2 separate regions of the Mus musculus genome follow, and region 2 is linked to region 1. A link is a contact called in public HiChIP or PLAC-seq data. All regions are on one chromosome and are shown on one strand. The core of a region is the stretch at or near the end of the contact, and the rest is flanking DNA. Distances in the headings are between cores, read along the strand shown. Region 1 overlaps Itgb8 (integrin beta 8). Region 2 overlaps Tmem196 (transmembrane protein 196).

Evidence for each region. HiChIP or PLAC-seq counts read pairs in DNA pulled down with a chosen protein or histone mark.
Region 2: an H3K27ac HiChIP or PLAC-seq map of oligodendrocyte precursor cells shows a contact between it and region 1, with 10 times the contacts expected there. The contact joins two enhancer-like sites. A contact is called at or near these places in 2 of 115 datasets of contacts at active chromatin or transcription factors (fibro-adipogenic progenitors and oligodendrocyte precursor cells).

What each region holds. Positions count from the first base shown.
Region 1 is chr12:119,161,421-119,166,856 of GRCm38.p6, reverse strand. Itgb8 (integrin beta 8) reads left to right here. Exons shown (of 14, transcript NM_177290.3): 12 at 1-102; 13 at 3,357-3,520; 14 at 3,618-4,054. The coding sequence ends at 3,740. Among named protein-coding and RNA genes, the nearest start is that of Itgb8, 74 kb to the left of the region's middle. Within about 2 kb of position 2,401, at least 73 of the 459 cell types and tissues checked have an H3K27ac peak or open chromatin away from gene starts, as enhancers often do. A contact at or near this core is called in oligodendrocyte precursor cells, where this site is marked.
Region 2 is chr12:120,013,362-120,018,797 of GRCm38.p6, reverse strand. It overlaps Tmem196 (transmembrane protein 196), which reads right to left. Exons shown (of 5, transcript NM_001294154.2): 3 at 3,796-4,050; 4 at 2,592-2,665; 5 at 1-288. The coding sequence ends at 282. Among named protein-coding and RNA genes, the nearest start is that of Tmem196, 70 kb to the right of the region's middle. Within about 2 kb of position 3,402, at least 33 of the 459 cell types and tissues checked have an H3K27ac peak or open chromatin away from gene starts, as enhancers often do. A contact at or near this core is called in oligodendrocyte precursor cells, where this site is marked.

The DNA of each region.
Region 1 (5,436 bases), core at 1,152-3,651:
GTCTGCAGTGCCTTCACCCTCACAATCTGTCTCAGGCTGCCCTTGATCAGTGTAAATCCTCCTGTGCTGTCATGGAACAGCATCGCATGGACCAAACATCAGGTAAGTCTGAGGAGACTCCTGGGGCAAGGAGTTACCATGTACCTTATTCCTGAAAGAAGGAACAGTGGCTTCATATTGATTCCATTGTAAATTATTGGATTCCTTTTTAAAACAACTCTATCACTGTGTCACAGATATAAACAAAGAAACAGAAACAAAAACACACCCTGTTCTAATATGTATATACAGTATTAAACTGAATCAGTAATCCATTTTTTAATCTCCCAAAGAGAAATACTTAGGTGGTGACACCTCCCTGCTCATTCGCACAGGCTCTATGTGCTGCCTGCCTCCACCAAGGACCAAGAAAATGAATTATCTAGAAGGACTTACATGAGCCAAAAATATAAGTTCACTGTGTAGAATAATGTCACTAAGAGCTCAGGAGCTATGGTTTCCCTATATAACCTAAATTTGTTTCTTCTGCTCACTCTTCACATATCTACAAAAACTTTATTCTCCTGTTTCAGGTAAAACACTAAAATTTTAAGTGATCATCTGCTGTTGTAGTATACCTAAGATCTAAGCTGTAAAACCACCTGTGAAATACAAGCTATACTTGCAGTCAGATCTTTGGAAACGTTCCTTTTGATTCTACTATTTCAACAAATAGAAAACCCAGCCCTGGAGAAATAGCAGAGTAGAAATGTCCTGCACATCTTATGAGTCTGAGGTGTAGCTCTGTTGGTAGAGCACTTGCCTGGCATAGGTAAAGCCTGTGTGCAATTCCCAGCACCACATGAAACTAGGCATCAGGTGACATATGAGAACTTGGGAGTTGGTACCCAGAGATCAGAAGTTCAAGGTCAGCCTCAGATACATGGGGAGTTCAAGGCCATCCTGAGCTATGTAAAATTCTTCCTATTAAAAGGGAAAAAAAAGAAAAAGAAAAAGAGAAAAGTGAAAAGAAAAAAACAACAACTTTGAGGTGGATAATTCTGAATTTGACACAGTGGAAAGAATGTGTTGCTTTTAAGCTAAAAACCTTGGTCTAAAATATAGTAAAGTAAGAAATGTAAGCACTTCTGCAAAATTTCTGTGGGCCTATATCTCATGTACAAAATAGAGGATAAAAAGTGTATTGAATAAAAGGTATGTTTAGTACCTCAAATCAAAGAGGATGTATAATGGGAAAGATGTGAGAGCTATGCTCAAAAACTACTTTTAAACAAAAATTTACTGGAGCACTCCCAAAAGAACTCAAAACACTTTGCACAGGTCTAAGCTGTAAAACCACCTGTGAAATACAAGCTATACTTACAGTCAGATCTTTGGAAACGTTCATTTTGATTCTACTATTTCAACAAATAGAAAACCCAGCCCCGGAGAAATAGCAAAGTAGAAATGTCCTGCACATCTTAGTTTCCCATATTTCATTCCCTTAGCCCACAGTGAATTTGGCTCAGAAAAGAGTCCCATGTGCTGCCAGCTCAGGCTGCAGCAATCTCTCCAGAAAGCCAAGTGCCTTTCTAATAAAGAGGGCCCCTACATATCATTAATTAAGTTAAGTAAACACTACTCTGACTTAAGTGTTGTTGCAAACAGTGTTCCCTTAAAACTCCTTAGAAAAAGACCTAGCCTGACCTCAGCTAAGAAAAGCATGACCAGAGGCAAATGTTGGATCATCATAACAACATTGGGGAAAAATGAATACAGACTTGAACCCTCAACGGGTCCTCTGGCTAACACATTCATAATATTTCTGAAATGTATCAAACTACAAGACTTCCCTCCCCTTAACAACTATTATGCAAGGAAAGGAAAAGAGCATTTGTTAGGCACCTTAATTATTTGTCCACTCAACCACTCTTACAGGGTCTTCTTTCAGTCTCTCTGGCTAAGCTCCCATCAGGCAAAAAGCCAGGATAGGGATCAAGCCACGTGCCCCTCTAAGGATTGGCTTAGCTGATGGAGTAGACTAAGTCAGCCAAGGGATATCACAATCTGTCAGGACATAAGCTATGAGGGTCACTAACCTGAAGGAAAGAAGCTGTAAAAGATCAAATAGCACCACCTTTGGACACACACTTTGTATTCTGTACTCATAATATCTTTAACAAGGAAGCATTGTACCATACTGGCATCTGATGTTCCCATTTCAATGAATAGGAATGGGCGTGTTTTTTAACTCCACAAAGTCTTTTGTCACCAATCACAAACAATGGTCTCTATTAAGTCCACCTAGTTGTAGAAGATCTCTTGCCCCCATTATTGAAACCTTGCCTCATTTAAGAGGCATGCTGGGTTAGCATTGAGCTTTGGAGCCAGAATCAGCTATGACTGGATGCTACTATGCTCATGGCCTTGGCACATCCTCTCTCTAGATGCTCTTTCCTAGGCAACTGCAGCATTCAGACCAGGTCCCTGAAGCGTGCAAAATGGGTGGAGAAACACATGCTTCAGTCCAGGAAGTGTTTTATGAATCTGGGGCAGCTTGTGAGCTCTGTGGAATACCCACTATTGTGCAACCATATTCCTCAGAGACTAGAGTAGACCTCAGGCAAGCACAGAGCTTATACAAATTTTTCCAGTGAGAGTTTGCCAGAGATCTGGTTCTAAAACAAAGGTCTAGCATTTTCCCTCTCCTAACATGGCTTTTCTTTCTTCAGCAAGTGATTATTGTTCGAGGAAGAACACATAATGAATTTGTGGAGGCAAACAGACTAGATTAGTGAAGTTAATTAGTAAAAAGTGAGACGAGAGATTTGGGTATTGTCCAAGATGCAACACTCCTACTTCTCAGAGTCATGATGTCTAATAATAATGAAATCTTACACCAGGGTTTAGAGAAAATATTTATTTCCCTATTAGAGTAGTACTGAGTTTGCTTCTGCAGATGTTTACTTTATTTTCCATTACTGCTGAGCAATAAAGGAGGAGAAAGCATAAAAGGAAAAACACATGCTGAATGCTTGGGGCTGCTCAATATCCTTTTTAAATCATGTTTTCCACATAGTACTGAACTGTACACACCACTATAGCTCTCTCAGTCACTGTTCTAAACAAACTTACATATGGGTAAGAAATTTTGACATAGCAAGCTACAAAAAAATGAAATATTTTAATTGTGAATATTCTCCAAAGAAGGGTTCACTGTTTTGAGTAATCAGTAATGTCAACCTCCTATTGTGAAAATAGAGACTTGTAAAGAAACCTGCTTTTATTATAAGAATGTAAACTATATTTATTTGACAGAAAACTTTGGTTTACTTTAAAAAAAATTTTAACCCATTAACTTGTCTCCTTTCTTGCAGAATGTTTATCTGGCCCAAGCTATCTGCGAATATTTTTCATCATATTCATAGTCACATTCTTGATCGGGTTGCTTAAAGTTCTTATCATTAGACAAGTGATACTACAATGGAATAATAATAAAATAAAGTCCTCATCAGATTATAGAATGTCTGCTTCTAAAAAGGTTGGTGAACTCGGAGGACAATTATATTAATTATATGTGACTGTGCACTTCTAACACTCAGCTCTGTTACTAATCCTAATATTTCTTCTCCATCAAGGATAAACTGATTCTGCAAAGTGTTTGCACGAGAGCTGTAACCTACCGACGAGAAAAGCCTGAGGAAATAAAAATGGATATCAGCAAACTAAATGCTCAGGAGGCCTTCAGGTGCAACTTCTAAATAAGATTAACAAACAAACAAAAACTGTTGGAAGCTGGATGGTTTTACAATTTATTCTAGCAAGTATAATATAAAGTCACAGGAGAAGACAAATTATATTGAAGAGTGTGCCATGAAGACTGGCAAGTGTCTTCACAACCATATGACTCACTCAGCTGCTGAAGTTTTCAGTGAACTATGTGTCTTACTACTGTTGGAGACTAGTGTTGTAGCACTTTATTGTAATATATAACTTATTTAGATCAGCGTAGAATGTAGATCATCTGGGAAAGCACTGATTACACTTTACAGGTACCTGTCAGCCCTGAGCTTCACAGACAAACACGAGGCTATGGAGCAGGTTGCAGGGTGTCACCACCACAGACTGGTGATCCTTCTGTACAACCTGCTGATGAAAAGCATCCAGGAGTAGTTGAAAGCAGTCAACCACACCCGGCAATTGGCATTGTCGAGCTGTGTACAACCAGCTGAGTAAGGGTTAGGCTTTCATTTCAGTTTGGGTGAACAGATGAACTTTAATCTAAGCGGTGTTGCTTTTGAAGCTGTGCAGTTTTGTGCATGCACGGGTCTGTTTTCTTCTCCTTTGAAGCTGCGTGGCTTTGTGCATGTACAAATCTGCTTTCTTCTCTTTTCCAAAATGGATTTTGACTCCAACATCTTCTCCTTTTTGCATTTAAATTCTGTTTTTCTTCCTTTGGAATAAGTTTATAATGTCACAAATGACTGGATTAAATAAGTGCTAAGTTACTACTGCCATAGAACCTATATGACAATGTCACTTTACTAGAATACTGGTTTTAAAGCTGAATGTTAATAAGGGTCACTGTAAGGTGTCTAAGGTCATCTAAGTCCATAGCTTCTTTGTCTGAAGATAGTTTATATATTCTTACCTGTCAAACTGGATGGATTGTTTCACTCTGTCATTGATCTGACCTGTAGCCCGAAATCCAAAAGGTGTCTACAAAACTGCTTCGAGCAGAGTACCCTCTTTTCTGAGTGTGTTCTCTTGATTTTTACTCCAAGATGATGTCAACAGTTTTCAAATGGAAAGCTATATTATTCTTGCCCTCCTGTGTTCCCTAAGGGCATTCCTTGAATCCCAACCCTACTCATAAGAATTCACAAAGGTATAAAATTGGACACATGAGGGTAATATCCTGGAAACAAGCTAATCTCCCCTTTTTGTTAGCCAGGAAATGGAGGCTCAGAAAATTAAAACGATTTTACAAAACACAGACGCGGAGAAAGTGACAATACCAGAGAAGAGCTGCCTTCCAATTACAGGACAGCATTGGACAATAATACTCTACCTCTTGAATCTGTAAAACATCCATGGCAAAATTTAAAATACGATTTATTCAAGTCTTGAATATTTTTCTTGAGAATATTTCAATGCAAAGTAGAAAAGGGTACTGTGCATAAGCAGCTTCTAGTTTTCCCCATTAGCCACCTTCTGATAAGGCTTTGGTGCAGCCCTTCCCTCCACAGTGACTACAAGAACAAGCCTCTTGGAGCTGGCCATGCTTTGATCCAGAGGCTCGTGACTTGGATTCTAAATTCTAACTGTCCTTTGTGTAGCAAGTGTCTTACCTGTGAAAACAGAGGAATCTAAAGAGTGTCTCTCCTCAGTTTGCTGCTCTCCAGCACTTGAAAGTTATTAGATATTAGCATGTCGATGAACACTAGCCTCTATTAG
Region 2 (5,436 bases), core at 2,153-4,652, 850 kb before region 1:
TAAAAATTGGTCAGTATGCTGAGATGACTAAGCTACAACATTTCTGGAAAGTTTATACCCTCTAGAAAGGGATAAAGGGTGAGTGAGGCCAAACTGAGAAGGAATAACTTTAGTCGATGCCCAGGAGAAATAAGAAATCCAAGAGCCATTTTAACTGCTACTCCCAGGTCTTCAGCTTCTCCTGCCTCATGAACAACCTGAAAAATGTTGAGTTCTTTAAAACATTGATTGTACTCTTCCATTAAACATCAGTTGCGGTGCTCCATTACTCATGTTGTCTGTCATTTCCTGTTAGCAAAATTACATGAATTAATTAAAACTCACGTTAGAGTAAAACATTGATATGCTTAATAGAAACACAAAAATTACAGGCCATTGAAAGCCATTTTTTTGGAGGGGGAGGAAGGACAAGAATAGATACTGTTGTGATTTAGGAAATGAAATTTCATGGCATCTTGTAGCACATGAAAATGCTGAAGTGACAGCCTAGGTTTATATACACAAATTAGTTCACTCTATCCACATGCCCAATCCCTGTTCCCCCCGCCCCCTTTCTTCAACCCTTTACTGGAAGGTACTAACCTAGAACAAAGATGCCTAAGTGACCAGGTTTTCCCAATACCCAAACTCTTCTGTCAAGCACAACAACAAAATACCAACACATTCTATAGGTGTTTATAGAAAACCATGGGGCCTTTAGGTTTTCAGTGAGAAGATGCTTGTTGTGTTTAGGCTTTATTTTGTTTTGAATGGGTTCTAGAGAAGTAGCCCGGACTGGAATTAAACTTGAATAGCTCAAAGTTGCTTCAAGCTTGCAAACCTTCTGCTTCAGACTCATGAGTGTTGAAACTCTCAGTGTAAACCATCATGGCTAGCCAGGAAAATTGTTTATAACGACATGGTCACTTTTACAGTAAAAAAGTAACAATGAAAACTTGGGGCATGTTTTTAAAGGACTCAGAGAAATGTGCTTGGGAGGACATGAATATACAGATACAAAAAAATGAAGTAACATAAAAAGTTTCATTTGCAACTATAGAAAATACTAGAATCTTAGATGACTTGAATTCATATAGTTTGTTTGTTTGTTCATTTGGTTGATTTTTGAGAGAAGGCTTTATGCAGCCCAGGCTTGTTAGACACATACTAAGTACCTGGAGCTGGCCTTGAATTTCTGACCCTCTTGTTTCTACCTTCTGAGTTTTAGAAACCCAGGCATGTGCCACTGTGCCTGGTCTACAAGATGCTTGAGATACTAGGCAATAACTCTACAATCTAGGTCACTTTCCCAGGTCCTGAGTTTATGATTAGGGGCCAATTCACATTTACCATAGTACATGTATTATAGATAGTATATTAGCAAATTTGTCTATTATGCAAGATTTACAATTCTGTATTTTAAGAAGCTGACTTTCAAAAGGGTGGCAAAAATATTTCAAGTGAAGCTGTTTTCTTAGTCTTCTGCTTGCTACCCATTTCTATCTTGTTTCTGTCAGGGAGACTTCTAAGGATGAGCACAGTGAAAACGGGACTAAAAATGTGGAATAATTGGGCTGGTATTAAGCTTATAATGATAAAAGGTGATTGACAGAAAAATTAGCCAAACTCAATTCCCAAAATTAATATAAAATTTAATGAAGCACATTTTATTTTATCCTGCTAGAAGAGAAAGAAAACTTCTTAGTAAGTACATAGAAATAAGAATCTCAGTTGCCTTTTCCATTCCCTAAAAAGACTTCAAATAAAAGCCTAAAGCTCACACAACTAAGGTATCAATATTTTCTGTAAGATTTTAAGAAAAATGTTTTCTAAAATCTTATAAATTTAAACAATACTCTTAACAAAATTCATTCAATCACAGACACAGTAAAATTACCATTAGAAAATAATAGCGAAAGTTAGTTTTAAATGGATGAGTCTCATCATTTCATTTGCAAATTGGCATTTACAATTTAATAAGACCATACTCCTAATCTGGGCAAGAACATACTTGGACATTTATAAATAAATATACTTCTTTTAAATGGACTGCAAATGTAACTTTCTGCATTTCCAGTTATTCTCTTTGGCCAAACTAAGAGTCTTGAATATTTATTGTTAACAACTGGAAATATGTGAAATGAATTGGAATATCAGATAATTTTACCAAAAGAAAAATTACACACAGACATTTTACTATATTAATGTTAAACTTTGGCTATTGGTTCATGCAATTTTGGCATGATAGAATTACAGTTTGTCTTTATCCAGACTCATCTATTATTAAAACAAAAGTCTCATCTGTGAATGATGGTACTGAGTCAGAATTGTGATGCAGCAGAGAATAAAGGGAATAGTGAATCATCCAAGCAGTACAGTACTTGGATGCTTAGAGGCAGGCTGAATATTTGAAATACTCAACCAACATTGAAGCTGTAAGATTTTGCCATGTAGGTTTATGTCTGTTCCTCAGAGTAACCCTTCTAAAAGTGATACTTTGAGGAGCACACAGCATCAGTCCAGACTGATCTGTGGATGCCATGGCTTTCTAATAGAGGCAGTGCTTCCTGTAGCAACATTACAACATGGTAACTCCCTAGAAGTCAGCGTACCTTGTAGGTAACTCTGGTGTCGGGGGCACCACCGGGCAGCTGGGCAAGTCGGTTATTTCAATAGCCCTCAATCTCTAATGTAAATATAACAATTATACAATAAATATTGAAGAAACATATGCAAAGAAAAGCTAAATAACACCAGCATAAAAACAGAATATAAAGGAGCTGCTATCATATGCAATAATCTTCTATTTTAATAACCCACTTAAAACTAATAAGTCCTTTTATTTTGAATGACATGTACAAATCTGACCACAATTGCTTCCTTGGGACAATCAATGAGAATCTCTTCTCTGTATGTATAGATATACAAAATAAAGACAGATGAACAACAAAATAAATATTTAACTTGAAAATAACATGATGATATGCATAACTCTTGCTACTATTTCTTTTATGCTATGACTGTATGATTTTATTTTCAAGAAATAAATCAAAATGTAATTTTCCCATTATCTTAGTGAGTTTTACAGATGTTTATCTTTTCCTGAATAGATCAAGTAATAGGAACTGAATTTAAAAATGTGTATCAAACTAAATGTGTTAATAGGAACACATTCAGATCTTTCTATAATGTTTGCTCCTTAATGCAACTAATGTAAGTTTCTGTTTGAATAGGTTTCATGAAACAATTATGCAATCAGCATTTTGTAAAATACAGGCAAAGCTATACAAATATGCATGAAGTTTAGACGAGAATTCAATGAAGCTTTATATGGATTGTAATATCTTCACTGATAGACAAGGCTTTTTGTTGCCTCACTAAAGAGCCTCTTTTATGCTTGAGGACCTAATTTACATAATCAAATGCATCTACTTATAAGCACAAAGGATGTACTGGAAAAGAGAATTCATGTGATTTCTAAAGCTGGCATTATTGAGTGGAGGCTGTATTTAGTTTATGTTTTTCCTCACTATAATACATAAAAATCCATATTTATAAGGTGCTTAATATTTTATAAAATGCCATTTTAGGAGCTATGGTTTCAAATAGACAGAGGCTACAAAATTCTGCTGAAAATGGCTGTACTTATGAATTGCAGAGAAAACTAATTAAAAACCCCTGCTCTTAATATAATAGGGTCAGAATTACAAAATGTGATTCCACAAATTGCCATGTAAGCTTGCAAATTGATCCACCTAGATTGTAGTGTTCATTGCATGGTAGCAGTGTGAGGCAAAATGAAAAAGAAAAACTCACTTTCTCAGCCATTTCATGAGAGTGATGCAGGGAATGTTCCCTTTCTGAGAACATCCTCCTTTGCTCATAGCTGGCTAGACGACAAGTGAGCCAAGAGGAGACAGTGCAGCCCCCAATGCCGATACATGCCAAAGACATGGAAGCGAGATGCAGTGGGTACAGGGAGGAGGTCTTTTTTGTGACTGCCCGAAGAAACTGAAAATTCAGGATGCCTCCAATGAGTCCACAGATACAGCACGCTGAAAAGAGGATCATCTAAGAAAAAGAAGAAAAGGGAAGTTAAAGTTGATAAGGCTGTGATGTCCAGAACATAGAGCCTGATGTTGCTGCAGGCTAAGAATGGTGAACCTTCAATGAAAAGAATACTCTTTCTTTGTTTATAAGGAGGTAGAACAGGTGTGCCTGTCAGTAACGACTTCATTCAGTCTGACATAATGTTGATAAAGTACATCATAGAACTTCCAAAATGGAACCAATAGTATATCTTATGATACTCTGAAGGAAACCAAATTTAGCTTTTGGCTAGTTTCAGATGAAAATAATAACCATGTCCTATATGCATGCTTATTGTGTGAAGAACAGATATCAGCTGCATGATTCCTAATACAATATAACTGTATTATGCACGTATGAGATATTTGTACAATATGTTGTATAATACAATAGTAATAGTATTAGTGCATTTGGAAGAATGAATAGTGATCAGGTCAGATTCTTTGACTTAAATTCAGCTTTATTTTGTTATCTTTTCTAAGCATCCAAGTATCTATAATTTTCAACCTCGGTGAACTTTGGGAATTTATCTCAATCTTCTTTTTTTCTTCATTACTTTCTTGTATATATCTTCTAATAGGTATCTTAGGGACTTTCTATAACCTGGCCCAGCACCATTCAATTATTTTTGTTGTTCTCTGGCACCACCGTGAACTGTTACAGTGTTGTTTGATTGAGTGTGGTTTTTACTGTTGATCTTACATTTGGCTTAACACGAGTATCTATTTATAAAGATAAGATGTTAACTCAACCTAAAGAGGATCCTTGGCGGCATGTGCTTTCTGTGTAGTAAATATCCTTTGAATACTTAATAAATTTAGTTGACTATTTATAGAGCTTCATAATAACTTTATGTGCTTTAAGCAACTGGTTTAAATTACCTTATAGGATTTAATAGATCTTCTATAAGGCTGTACTAACTTATTACCCAGTCATATTTTTATTTTATGGAACACGGTAGCCAATTACACTCCTCTCCCTGGTCCTTGGGACAAAACATTAGGCCTCTTACATGCTAGGCATGGACTACTTTGTACCTGTACAACTGTACTATCCCCACCCAAGCCTTTCTTGCCCATTGATACACATTTTATCTCAAGGACACTTATATTTTCCTGGAAGTAATTTTGCTTTTTCTTTGGACCGACCCCTAGCAGGAAAAATAAGTCGTAACTTTTTCAGAAGGCCTTACTGGACATTATTGATATTATCTGTTGTGTTAATTCTTTAGGGAAAACAGTTTTATAACTTACTTTAGTGTTTATTTTTACATTATAAGATATTGTTTGTTATCAGTAGTTAGTTGAGTTCAACAATTATTTTTTGAGTATCTAGTACCTACTGACCCTAAGTGAGAGCTTCTATATC